Regions from separate parts of the Zea mays genome. Here regions 1, 2 and 4 are each linked to region 3. A link is a contact called in public Hi-C data. All regions are on one chromosome and are shown on one strand. Each heading gives the region's core, a stretch centred on a gene start, on an enhancer-like site or on the middle of the called end of the contact. The rest is flanking DNA. Distances are from core to core; before and after follow the strand shown. Region 1 holds the start of LOC100274552 (F-box protein AFR). Region 2 holds the start of LOC103638866 (PTI1-like tyrosine-protein kinase At3g15890). Region 3 holds the start of LOC118473462. Region 4 holds the start of LOC100502532 (chloride channel protein).

The links. A called contact is a pair of places that touch in the nucleus more often than the background predicts.
Region 1: a Hi-C map of tassel shows a contact between it and region 3, with 6 times the contacts expected there. The contact joins the promoter of LOC100274552 here to the promoter of LOC118473462 in region 3. A contact is called at or near these places in 11 of 25 Hi-C or Micro-C datasets (bundle sheath, ear, endosperm and 4 more) and 1 of 3 datasets of contacts at active chromatin or transcription factors (leaf).
Region 2: a Hi-C map of ear shows a contact between it and region 3, with 2.9 times the contacts expected there. The contact joins the promoter of LOC103638866 here to the promoter of LOC118473462 in region 3. A contact is called at or near these places in 3 of 25 Hi-C or Micro-C datasets (ear, root tip and tassel).
Region 4: a Hi-C map of tassel shows a contact between it and region 3, with 3 times the contacts expected there. The contact joins the promoter of LOC100502532 here to the promoter of LOC118473462 in region 3. A contact is called at or near these places in 6 of 25 Hi-C or Micro-C datasets (bundle sheath, ear, leaf and 2 more).

Annotation. Positions count from the first base shown.
Region 1 is chr9:112,649,223-112,651,922 of Zm-B73-REFERENCE-NAM-5.0, reverse strand. LOC100274552 (F-box protein AFR) reads right to left here and starts at 1,305. Exons shown (of 1, transcript NM_001148907.1): 1 at 1-1,305. The coding sequence starts at 1,202. The coding sequence ends at 18. It also overlaps the pseudogene LOC100381871.
Region 2 is chr9:112,918,015-112,920,714 of Zm-B73-REFERENCE-NAM-5.0, reverse strand. It overlaps LOC103638866 (PTI1-like tyrosine-protein kinase At3g15890), which reads left to right and starts at 1,361. Exons shown (of 1, transcript XM_020544331.1): 1 at 1,361-2,589. The coding sequence starts at 1,436. The coding sequence ends at 2,470.
Region 3 is chr9:112,789,585-112,792,284 of Zm-B73-REFERENCE-NAM-5.0, reverse strand. LOC118473462 reads left to right here and starts at 1,428. Exons shown (of 3, transcript XM_035962842.1): 1 at 1,428-1,468. The coding sequence starts at 1,428.
Region 4 is chr9:112,542,957-112,545,656 of Zm-B73-REFERENCE-NAM-5.0, reverse strand. It overlaps LOC100502532 (chloride channel protein), which reads right to left and starts at 1,409. Exons shown (of 4, transcript NM_001398833.1): 1 at 674-1,409; 2 at 158-536; 3 at 1-48. The coding sequence starts at 933.

The DNA of each region.
Region 1 (2,700 bases), core at 56-2,555, 140 kb after region 3:
TCTACCCGAAGGCTGGGTCATGCGTAGAGGACCTGTGCGTTGCAGGGCGCGAGCCCGACGAACTCGGTGGGGCCCTTGACCACCTCCCACTCCACCACTTCCTCCTCGACGCCGTGGACGCCGGGTGCCGCGGCGGTGTCTGAGGCCGAAACAGTGCCCACGGCGACGTCCAGCCCGGCGCCAACAACGTATATCCTTCGCCTCCCACCGGCGACCTCCCCGATCTCCCCGGCGACGACGTGTGGCCGGCGCACCTCGGGGGGCACCCCGCTGCCGGCCACCATCCGCCACTCGTCCCGGGCCTCGTCGTACTGCTTCAGCCGCCACTCCCCGTACTCCGCCACGATGTACATCCGGCCGCCGGCGACGGCGCAAGAGCCCGTCCACCCCTCCCGCATCCCGCGCGCCATCTCGCACCACGAGTCCGTGGCGGAGTCGTACACGGCGCCGCGCGGCGCGCGCTCGAACGGCCACGCCCACCCCTCCGTCACGTACAGCTTCCCACCCGCCGCCGCCGCGTCGTACCACGCCACCGCCGCGCCCCGGCGCGGCGCAGCCGGCGACCACCGCCCGGCATCCGGGTCGAACACCTCGGCCTCGCCGTCCTCCCCGGCCACCACCACCCGCCCTCCCACCTCCCCAGCCGCCATGTACCCGCGGGGCGTCCGCATCGCCGCCGCCTCCTCCCATCCGTTCCGCGCGGCGCTGTACACGGCCACGCTCGTCACCGCCTTGTCGCTGCCCTCCTCGACGCCCCCAATCACGTAGATCTCGCCGCGGCGGGGGAGCCCCACCACCGCAAACGACCCGGCCGCGGCGCCGCCGGGCACCGGCGGGAGCAGGAGCCACCTCCTCGAGAAAGGGTCGAGCGCCTGGCACTGGAGGCGTCGCGACACAGGGTCAAACGCGAAGGCGAAGAGGAAGGGCAGCGATAAGGACAACGAGCCCATGGCTGCGCTCCCCGCGCCAGCCCCCGCCCCCTCCGCGGGAGTGAACAGCAGCGGCTTGGCAGGGGAGTCGGTGAGGAAGCGGTTCCAGGTGGAGGAGACGGTGCGGAAGAGACGGTGGTAGAGGAAGGGCAGGTGGAGGAGGCACTTCTCGGCCACCTCTTCCGGCAGGCCCGGGATAAGCTCCACGACCTCTTCCCCCTCCCCGTCACCGGCGTCCAGCACCTGCTGTTTGCTCATGGACGAGAAGCTCATAGTGGCGGGGCCGAGTGGCGCGCGATTGTTCGGTCGAATTTGGCGCGATCCGCTGCACCCCGCTGTGGGTGTGGGGAAGCTCTCTCGGTCTCGGTTCGGCTTGGTGATGGGGAGAGATCTCTGATGGGGAATGGAAGGGAAGCGGGGTCGGCGGGAATTTATAGAGGTGGGTGGGTCGGTGTGTGAGCGTGAGGGTTTGGACCCTGGACGCGCAGGCTGTCCGAGGCACCGATCTCACCGGTAACGATGGTTCGATGGCGAGAGGTTGGGTGAGGCGGGGCCATGGTGACTGGTGGCAAGTGCTGCGGCGCCGGAGGACATGGCTAACATGGCGGTGTCGGCGCTGGAGGCCTCTCTCGGCAGAGCGTATCCGCGGACAGCGCGCGCTGTGCCAGTGTGCGCAGCAGCAGAGAGAACGTATCGGAGGAGCGGCAGGCGCGCGCGTGCGCATGTGCGCCGGGAGTCTGGTGCTGCGATCGGGCGTGCAGTGCACAGACAGGGGGCGCGCGGGTTGAGGACGGGGCGCGCATGCGGCATGCGCGCCGCGCGTGGTGGGGGCGGGGGATCGCTTGCCTCGTCTTTACGGGACACTGCGATCCGAGGCGGGAGCGCGCAGCCACTCGAGCCGAGGCGGTGCCGCGCTCGGGGAGGCAGCCCAGCGCGGGGTGCTCGCGCGTGCAGCCCAGCGGGGGCCAGCAGATCGAGCATCGCGCGACGATGGTGGGTGGGTGGAGATGATCAGGCGCGGGGCGGTGTAGGTGCGTGCCGACATCCCATGCAGCCAACGCAGTGCCCCAGCCCCCAGGGTAGGCCGATACCGGAGCCCCGCGCCACCCAACGCCAGCGACAGCGACGCCGCGGACTCCTCCTCGCCCTCGCCGACGCGCACGGTGCGTTCCTGGAGGCGCTGCTCGACCTAAGGTGCGGCCACGGCGCACTCTGGCTGTGCGACACGGCGGGCGCCCAGCGGCACGCTGAGAGTGACCTTGTCCGCCTCGTGTCCTCCGCGCGCGCCGGCGTCAGGCTCCCGCAGGCGGCGGTGCCCGTGGCGCCAGCCAGCGAGCGAGGAATAGCACTTCCTGTTGGCCATAGATGGCGATGAAAGCCAACTGCATCGTCCGCACCTTTCCCCTACGTTGCCCGCATACGCTCTGTAGTGGCGGACCATGGCCTCCCGCTTCACCTGCAGGGCGCCGCCGACCGAGCGCGCCTGTGGCAGGAGCCGCTCGCTCAGACCAGATTGGCGCCTCTTCAGCAGCGTGACTTCTGTCCTTCAAGCTATGAAGGTGAGTCACATGCCCTCTTCCTCATCAGATTGTTCGGGTTATATGCTTTGCTTTGTTTTTCTTTTTGTTTGTATATGATGCCCGACAGCTCGTTGTGTTCATATCTGATTCCAGGGCTTCATCTGTATGCTAAAACTGCATGATTATAAAAGATGTTATCCTGGATCTAAATCGCCTAAATGAAAAGTATTAACTTAAACCTGAATTGGAAA
Region 2 (2,700 bases), core at 112-2,611, 130 kb before region 3:
TTGCGGAAGTCGCTCCGCCGTCCGCGGCGCATGATGATACAAAGGCTAATTTCCTGAACAATCGAATGTTAACGACAGAGGGCCGGAAAACCATGTGTCCTACCTTCTCTTTTCGCGAATACGAGAAATAATTTAAAAAAAGTAGATAGATGTGTCACTAGAAAGTGCCTTAATTTCATAACAGTAATAAACCATTTTTTTGGGACAAAGGACCTTAATTTGATAATGCTACTCGGTCAATTTCTGAGTTGACGGTGTCCAAACTGTGTGTCCGTAAGCAAAACTTCCCATCATGGGTGCATGCATGCATGCATGGGCCCTCATAGGCCGTATCCTTGCGCGGCCAGTCGCCTGGCAGCCCATTTTAGAGTACGCCGTGTGGAGGCCCATGTGGATTCCTCGGGTCACGACTCAACTCACGACGCTCCCATTTATCCCGGCTTCCGTTGCCGAGACGTTTGACTGGTTCCCAGCGTATTTGACCGCGCCGCGCCCAGTTTCCGTTGCACCACGTGGCACTTGTTCTCTTTCCCTCGCACTAGAACGTCCAAACCAGGTCTGCCCAGCGCGAGCTAGGACTGGATCGGAGCCCAGTTATTTTATCGGCAAAAAACCGCGGGAGTGCTGGCACGATTCAACAAATGGTGCATTAGGGTCTCCGCCCGCCGGCCATGGACGGTTGTGTCTGTGAGATCTGCCAACTGCATGAAGCACAGGTAGTAGTCGTAGTACTAGTATTTGGCCCCTTTATTATGTCTTCACCACTCCACCCTTCGTTCGCTCACACGGCGACCCAAGTAGCCTTCAAGCTCTGTTCAGGTTGTTAGATCAGTGCCCGCGTACGTGTGAGTGACAAAAAAACGAGCGAGCGAGAGCGTGACACACACACCTCGATCGTCGTTGGAGAGGGGTCCAAGGGCGACGTGACGTCCGTGTGCATCGATCGTTCGTCCGGCCGGCCGGCGCCATGGGCTCGTCGCTGAGCTCCTGCTGCGGTTCCGAGAAGGTCGAGCAAGGGTACGTACGTACGGTGCATGCAGTGTGTTCTATATACGTGCGATTATATTTCATCATCAGGCGCAGGCGGTTTATTACCTTGTTGTGCTGGGTGGGGGTGGCTTTTCAATTGTTTAGGTGTGTGAGCGCTTCGACGACCATGAGCAGCACGTGGAGGATATTCAGCTACAAGGAGCTGCACGCCGCCACCAACGGCTTCAGCGAGGAGAACAAGCTCGGCGAGGGAGGCTTCGGCAGCGTCTATTGGGGCAAGACATCCGATGGCCTCCAGGTGACGGTCACAGCATGAGCATGCATATATCCTGTGGCTGCTGTGACGAATTAACCGACGACCGACCCATAATCACATTCCCTCCCATATGCATGCACGCAGATCGCCGTGAAGAAGCTCAAGGCCACCAACAACTCCAAGGCGGAGATGGAGTTCGCGGTGGAGGTGGAGGTGCTGGCCCGCGTGCGCCACAAGAACCTGCTCGGCCTGCGCGGCTACTGCGCCGGGGCCGACCAGCGCATGATCGTCTACGACTACATGCCCAACCTCAGCCTCCTATCGCACCTCCACGGCCAGTTCGCCGGCGAGGTCCGGCTCGACTGGAAGCGCCGCGTCGCCGTGGCCGTCGGCTCGGCCGAGGGGCTCGTGTACCTGCACCACGAGGTGGCGCCGCACATCATCCACCGGGACATCAAGGCCAGCAACGTCCTGCTCGACTCCGACTTCGCGCCGCTCGTCGCGGACTTCGGCTTCGCCAAGCTCGTGCCGGAGGGGGTCTCGCACATGACCACCCGCGTCAAGGGCACGCTGGGCTACCTGGCGCCCGAGTACGCCATGTGGGGCAAGGTCTCCGGCGCATGCGACGTCTACAGCTTCGGCATCCTCCTGCTCGAGCTCGTCTCCGGCAGGAAGCCCATCGAGCGCCTGCCGTCGGGAGCCAAGCGCACCATCACCGAGTGGGCCGAGCCGCTCATCGCGCGCGGCCGCCTCGGGGACCTCGTCGACCCGCGCCTCCGGGGCGCCTTCGACGCCGCGCAGCTCGCGCGCGCCGTCGAGTGCGCCGCGCTCTGCGTGCAGGGCGAGCCCGACCGCCGCCCGGACATGAAGACCGTCGTCCGCATCCTGCGCGGAGATAATAACGCCGGCGCGCCCGCCGCTGCCATGGTGGGGCGTGGTGGTAGCAAAGGAGACCTGCAGCAGTTGCCGGTGAGGATGGAGAGCGTCAAGTACGCGGACCGCCTCATGGAGATGGACAAGAGTACCTCGTACTACGGCGAGCCCGAGGACGGGGACGAGGATGAGCAGGAGGAAGAAGACGACGACGATGAGGTGGAGGAGTATTCATTGATAGATGACAAAAGTAGCATGAACTTCGGGGCGTTTGGCGCCATGCCAGTGCAGACCATGCAAGACCCGTATGTCAAGAGGTTCTCCGGAAATGCTAATGCTATCAAGATCTAATGTACTAGTACGTACGTGAATGTTGTATTCATTTTGTTGGGGGCAAACCTGTCTTAATTGTATTCATTCTGTTGAATATTTTATTTTTATTTTTAGAGACTCTTCTTTTATATGCTAAAAGTTAAGTTATGTTTTCCAGTAGTATGAATATGTATATCTTTACTACTCTATAAGTCCTTATTGTAGGCGTCCACACCCGTGCACCGTGTTCTGCCTGTCGCTGCCCGTCA
Region 3 (2,700 bases), core at 179-2,678:
TATGACCAACGGGCGTACATATGCATGCAAAATAGTGTTTTGAATGGTATATATTACTCTCTCTCTCTCTTTCCGTTTCTAAATAATAGTCGTTTTAGCTTTACATTTGTATGGCTATATTCATATAGATGATAATAAATCTATGCACATAAATAGAACACATACATTTGTTATTGTATGATTCTACTAAAAACGTAAAAACGAATTTTAATTTAGGACGGAGAGAGTATTATAGAGTGAAACTTAAAATAGAGGGAAAAAATGAATAAAGCTGCTGGAGGGAGGTAGACTAGCAACGGTGTAGTAGGTAAGTTTGTGGTTAGCGAACTAGGAAACAGGACTCGGTGGGCCAAGCCATCCACTAACGAGGCCGAACAGGATCCAGTACCACTCAAGTCGCCGCTCGAAACCGGAGGACGTGATAGGCCCAGTACCACAAGACCAACGTCACGAGTCACGTTACGAGGGCTGGGCACAGCACGTACGTACGTACGTCCGGTCCGGTCCGGTCCCTAATACGATCGGACCGAACGAATAATTCAGGCGGCAAAACAATGACTCGCGATCGAAAGAAAACGGCCGGACAAGAACAACCAAACAGCTGAAGCGAAGCCAGCGTGATCCGGCGGTGCTGCCACTACTCGTCGCGGCCGGGTTCAGGCAAGGCCTCGTGACAGGGATAGATATGATATCTGGCTCTGGCCCGATAACACCTGCAACTAGCTAGGAAAAGCTGTGCTAGCGGCCATAGGGAAAACAAGAAAAATCCGTATGCAGCAGCAACTGGTTACGTGATCAGCTGGCCAGGTCTGGCCAAACCCCAAGTGGTCTGGGGTCTCGATTCCATCCGGACATACACTTGTCTAGCTAGTTGTCTACCGTTGCAGCTGTCGTCATGATTATTAAGCACCGTATCATACTAGTAGCTACTGCCTACTATCATGCGTCTTAATTGGTCTTGCCCCCTGATGCAACCAAGCACCTGCCATTAGTGGATGGATATGTGCTCAAAACTACCTCGCGCGCGATCTGCAACTTGAGACCACAAGTGGCTCCGATTATTAAGCAGTTGGGCAAGCAGGATGGATGCCCGCCCCAGTTGCTCTGTCCTGTGTGTGGGGTGGGTCGATGGCGATTCATGTCTGCGCGCGTTTACATCTATCTGGAGTGGTTAGCACAGATTCGCAACAAGTGGCTGCGCTATCTGGATTCTGGAGTAGTAGTACTAGTGTGCAATTTGCATGAACCCCTGTGGGGCAGGAGGAGGTACGGTGTAGCATGGTTTCCCTAGCTGCACGAAGGATAGGCCGGCCGACCCTCGTCGTGACCTTCAGAGCACACGGCGGCTACGGTGTGCTGAGGCGCCTTTGATTATGCTAATGCGGTGTCCTGGACGTACGGCTGTCATCCTCGCATTTCTTACGCACATGGACCTCCATCCATCCCCTTCCCCCCCTGGACTGGTCAGGTAGTATCAGCTGTCGTTGCTTCAGTGCAGCCGTGCGGAGCAGGTATTTGTTAGTACGTACGTACGTACGTGCGTGCTCCGCATCAAAAACAAAGCAAATGCACATCCATCCTCGGTGGCGGCCGGCGGGCGCGATGGGATCACGGATCGGGGTCCCCACCCAACGCACAGCCAGCCACACTGACGCGGTGACGCCTGTGCGGCAGCGCGTGCACCCGTGTGCTGCCGCGTTCACCGAATGGATTTGCTTCTTTAATAAATATAAAATAAATACAGCAGCTCTGCGTTGACAATGACAAGAAGCACAGTTTGCAGTGCAGCTCCCCGGTCACGCACGCACGCCTGGTGCAGCCTGCAGGCGAATTGAAGCCCCCCCCCGTTTCATGCCACAGGGCCAGTTGGGACTTGGGAGTGGGCGGAGCAGGCGGTCGTCGCGTCGCCATCGCGCCATGATTGCGCCTCCGACAAGAGGCTATCGCGCCATCAGGCGGCCGATCGTCACGCGAGGCGGCGGTGCGAGTCGAGTGCGGCAGCCACCTAGACCCAGCTCTCCCGTGTGCAGTCAGCCAGGCCGCCTCGTGCGCCCACGTTCAACACAAGACACAACCCAACCCGCCCCGGCTGTCACCGGCCGCGACAGATAATTCTCTTTCTCTCCGTCGACTCGAGGCTGCAGGGTTTAGGGTTTCAGCCCATTCATCCCTAATTCGCTATAAGATTCTCTTCAACGATTTCTCTATATTTCTCTTTCTATATTCTACTATCTTATCACATCAGCAAACTTTTTTTCTCTGTATCTCCATCTTATTCAGCGGCTCCCCCTAAATTTCTTCGTATATCTCACTACCTTCATAAATTATCATTTCTCGTACTTATTTATCATCTATTACTATTCTTTTTTCATAACTAACAAATACCTCCGCGCAATGAAATCGAGGCAAGGAGGGCCGGCACCGGCAGCAGCACCCTTCATCTAGCCTAGTGTTGTGCCATCAACTAGTACTGCAGCAGCCACAAGGGTGAGTGATGAATGCTCTGTCGGGCCGCTAATGCCGTCACTGGCATAGTGGCATGGGACGGTTTAAACTCTCTCGGTCTGAAAAACAAAAAAAAACACAATTTTAATTTTAACTAAACATGTACTGTGCAAGTTTCTTCATATTAGTATATTAGAAAAGCTAATGTGATACGGGATTCGTTACGAAATTCATTATTACAATACACTCAAGCTG
Region 4 (2,700 bases), core at 160-2,659, 250 kb after region 3:
CTTGCCGAGATCCATCCCCGACGACACGGCGCCGATGCTGCCGATGATCTGCAGGCACACAGACAGCACGAGACAAGGAACGGAACCGTTTCTTTTCTTTTTCAGAAAAGCCCCAAGGCCCCAACCAAAAAAAAAAAAGAGAGAAAAGCGGCTTGACCTTGACGATGAGCTGCGGCGCGCCGAACATGTTGGGCGTGTCGACGCCGTTGAGATAAGCCTTGATCTCGGGGATGCCAGGGCCAGCGGCGGTGGGGGCGAAGACGACGCAGAGCACCGCGGCGACGAAGGTGAGCGCGAAGTTGACGCCGGCGAAGTAGAGGAAGCCCGCCCAGTAGCGCTTCCCGCGGACGAGGTTGACCATCTGGAGCATCTTGAGGCCGGAGATGTTCTCGATGGCGAGGTTGATGAGGGACGCGATGACGCCGGTGAGGAGGCCGACGAGGAACGCCATGGCCCACTTGAGGAAGATGTACTGAAGCACCTCGACGTTGGAGCGGCTCCGCCAGTCGTGCTTGAACAGGTCGTTCTCGATGATCCTGCGTGCCAAGAACAGAACAGACAGACAGAGCAATTCAATTTTGGGACGCAAGAGCAGAGCCAGCCGCACTTCATCATCAGCCACGATGACAAGCATGGAGGTATTAGTAGTAACAAGCTAAGATGGAATGCTCACTCGTAGTCGAGGCTCTCGATGTGGGAGACCTTGGCGCCGACGATGGCCAGGTGGCTGGCCGTCAGGGTGGTGCTCCGCTTGAGCAGCGGCTGCTCCAAGGAGCTGATGCCGTTGCCGCTGCCGCTGCCGCTGCCGCCGGCAGGGTCCTCCGGGTCGTTCGCACTGTCGTCGTTCTTGCTGTCCGAATCCGGCCATTCCGGCGCAGGACTGGGCTCGGTCGCCGGATCCCGGCCCAGCCTTGGGCTCTGCTCTTCCTCCATGGCTTTCCCCGGGACCGGGAGAGAGAACTATTGCCTCTAGCCTCTGAAGTCTGAAGCAAGCAATTGGATGGGACCGTGGAATTCGCCTTATCTATGTGATTATATGTCTCTATGTGGCTGGCTGGACCGACAACTTGCAAGGATGGGGGGGCTTGGATGAGTGGTGACCCATTGACAGAGGCAGCCTGATGAGTGATGAGAATGAGATCTCTCGTTTCAGACACCTCAACTTCATATAGGCCAAAAGAATTTGGCCTTCTCTCGCGTCTTTTGCTTGAAAATTTCTAAACTTGCCGAGTCCTAGCCCTCACATGAACATTTTGCTTTCAGAATGTGCTTTGTTTACGTGATGAAGAAAATTCAGCACAGTTGGCACCAATAATAGAGTTTTTTTTTGAAATTTAATACATGTGATCCCTGCCTTGAGGGGGTGAGGTGCCTCTTGGGAGGTCACCAAGGTTCACAGCTCGCACTTCAGGTGAAGAGTGCAATGGACACAGCAAGCTCATCCGGTGTCTCACTTTTGTGACCACGCACTTGCCCCCTTGGCAACCTCACCTTGCCTCTATGGATGGATTGATTATTGATAGAACGACCTCAAGGTGCAACCTCACCTTGCCTTTTGGACTATGGTCTATGGATGGACTGGCGGACTGTGGTTTTTTTTCCCTGAGAGAGAGCAAGGAAAGTACCAGTTGATCATGAACCTGGATGGGCTCAGTTCCTTGGCACTTGCCCACTTGCATTCCTAGTTCGATGAACCACGAACAAACAAAGGCAACTTCAATACTATGATTTAAGCCAACTCATAGGAGATCATATATAATAGTCCTTAAAAGGGGGAAATGAGATATGACTAGAGGTGATAATGAGCTCTAAATTTTACAATATAAGATTTAATGATTATATCAGATTAGGATTAGACCTTATTTTTATTCATTTTTAACTAAAATTTATTTAGGCACCTACCATTTTGTGAAGAAGCATTTGGATCGCGATATGCCGATACGTGTATGCGATGCTTACAGTCCAGTCCAGTGATCCAGTGGAGATAAGAACGGGGCGAGGCTGCACCGGACTATGATTCGTAGGTTGGGATATCATATATCCGTAGAAAGTTACTGATCCAATCTTCTAATGCACAAGTTGCATTCGGTTATGGTTTCTTGGGTGGCGAACATGGTGATGTAATGCACACATCTTTTCTTTTTTCCTTTTGAATAACATCCAGCAGGCTCGGAGTGACTCCACCCTCCGGTCGCTTAAGAAAACAAAACAAGATGTGATGCGTACGTGCGCTTTTGTTAAGGGTTTTGTTCTCAGCGTCTGTCCAGAAAATATAGGCCTCTGTCATGTCTAAATTGTTATGACAAATTTAGTATTTTATAAAATAGATATATATAAAATTTAATGCTTATCTTTTCCTATGTTACCAAGCTACAAATAAGAATAAAATTTTGTATAAATTGTTTCATGCATTATTTGCTCCCTGCTACAACAAAAAAAGTGAAAATACCTAAATCTGTATCTATATCCAAATTTTATATCTATCATTTGATAGGATATATGACAAATTTGTGGTTTATCTTTTATAAATCTTTACAAGCTCAATGCTAAATACAAGAATACAAATTTGCATATATGTAATAACAAAAACCGAAAAAATTAATCTCCAAAATAAATATTTGTTTTTCATCCCTCACTTCCCCTATTTTCTGTTAGGTGTCAAGGTGCACTTAACAGTGCATATTTCCATTGGTAGTAGAT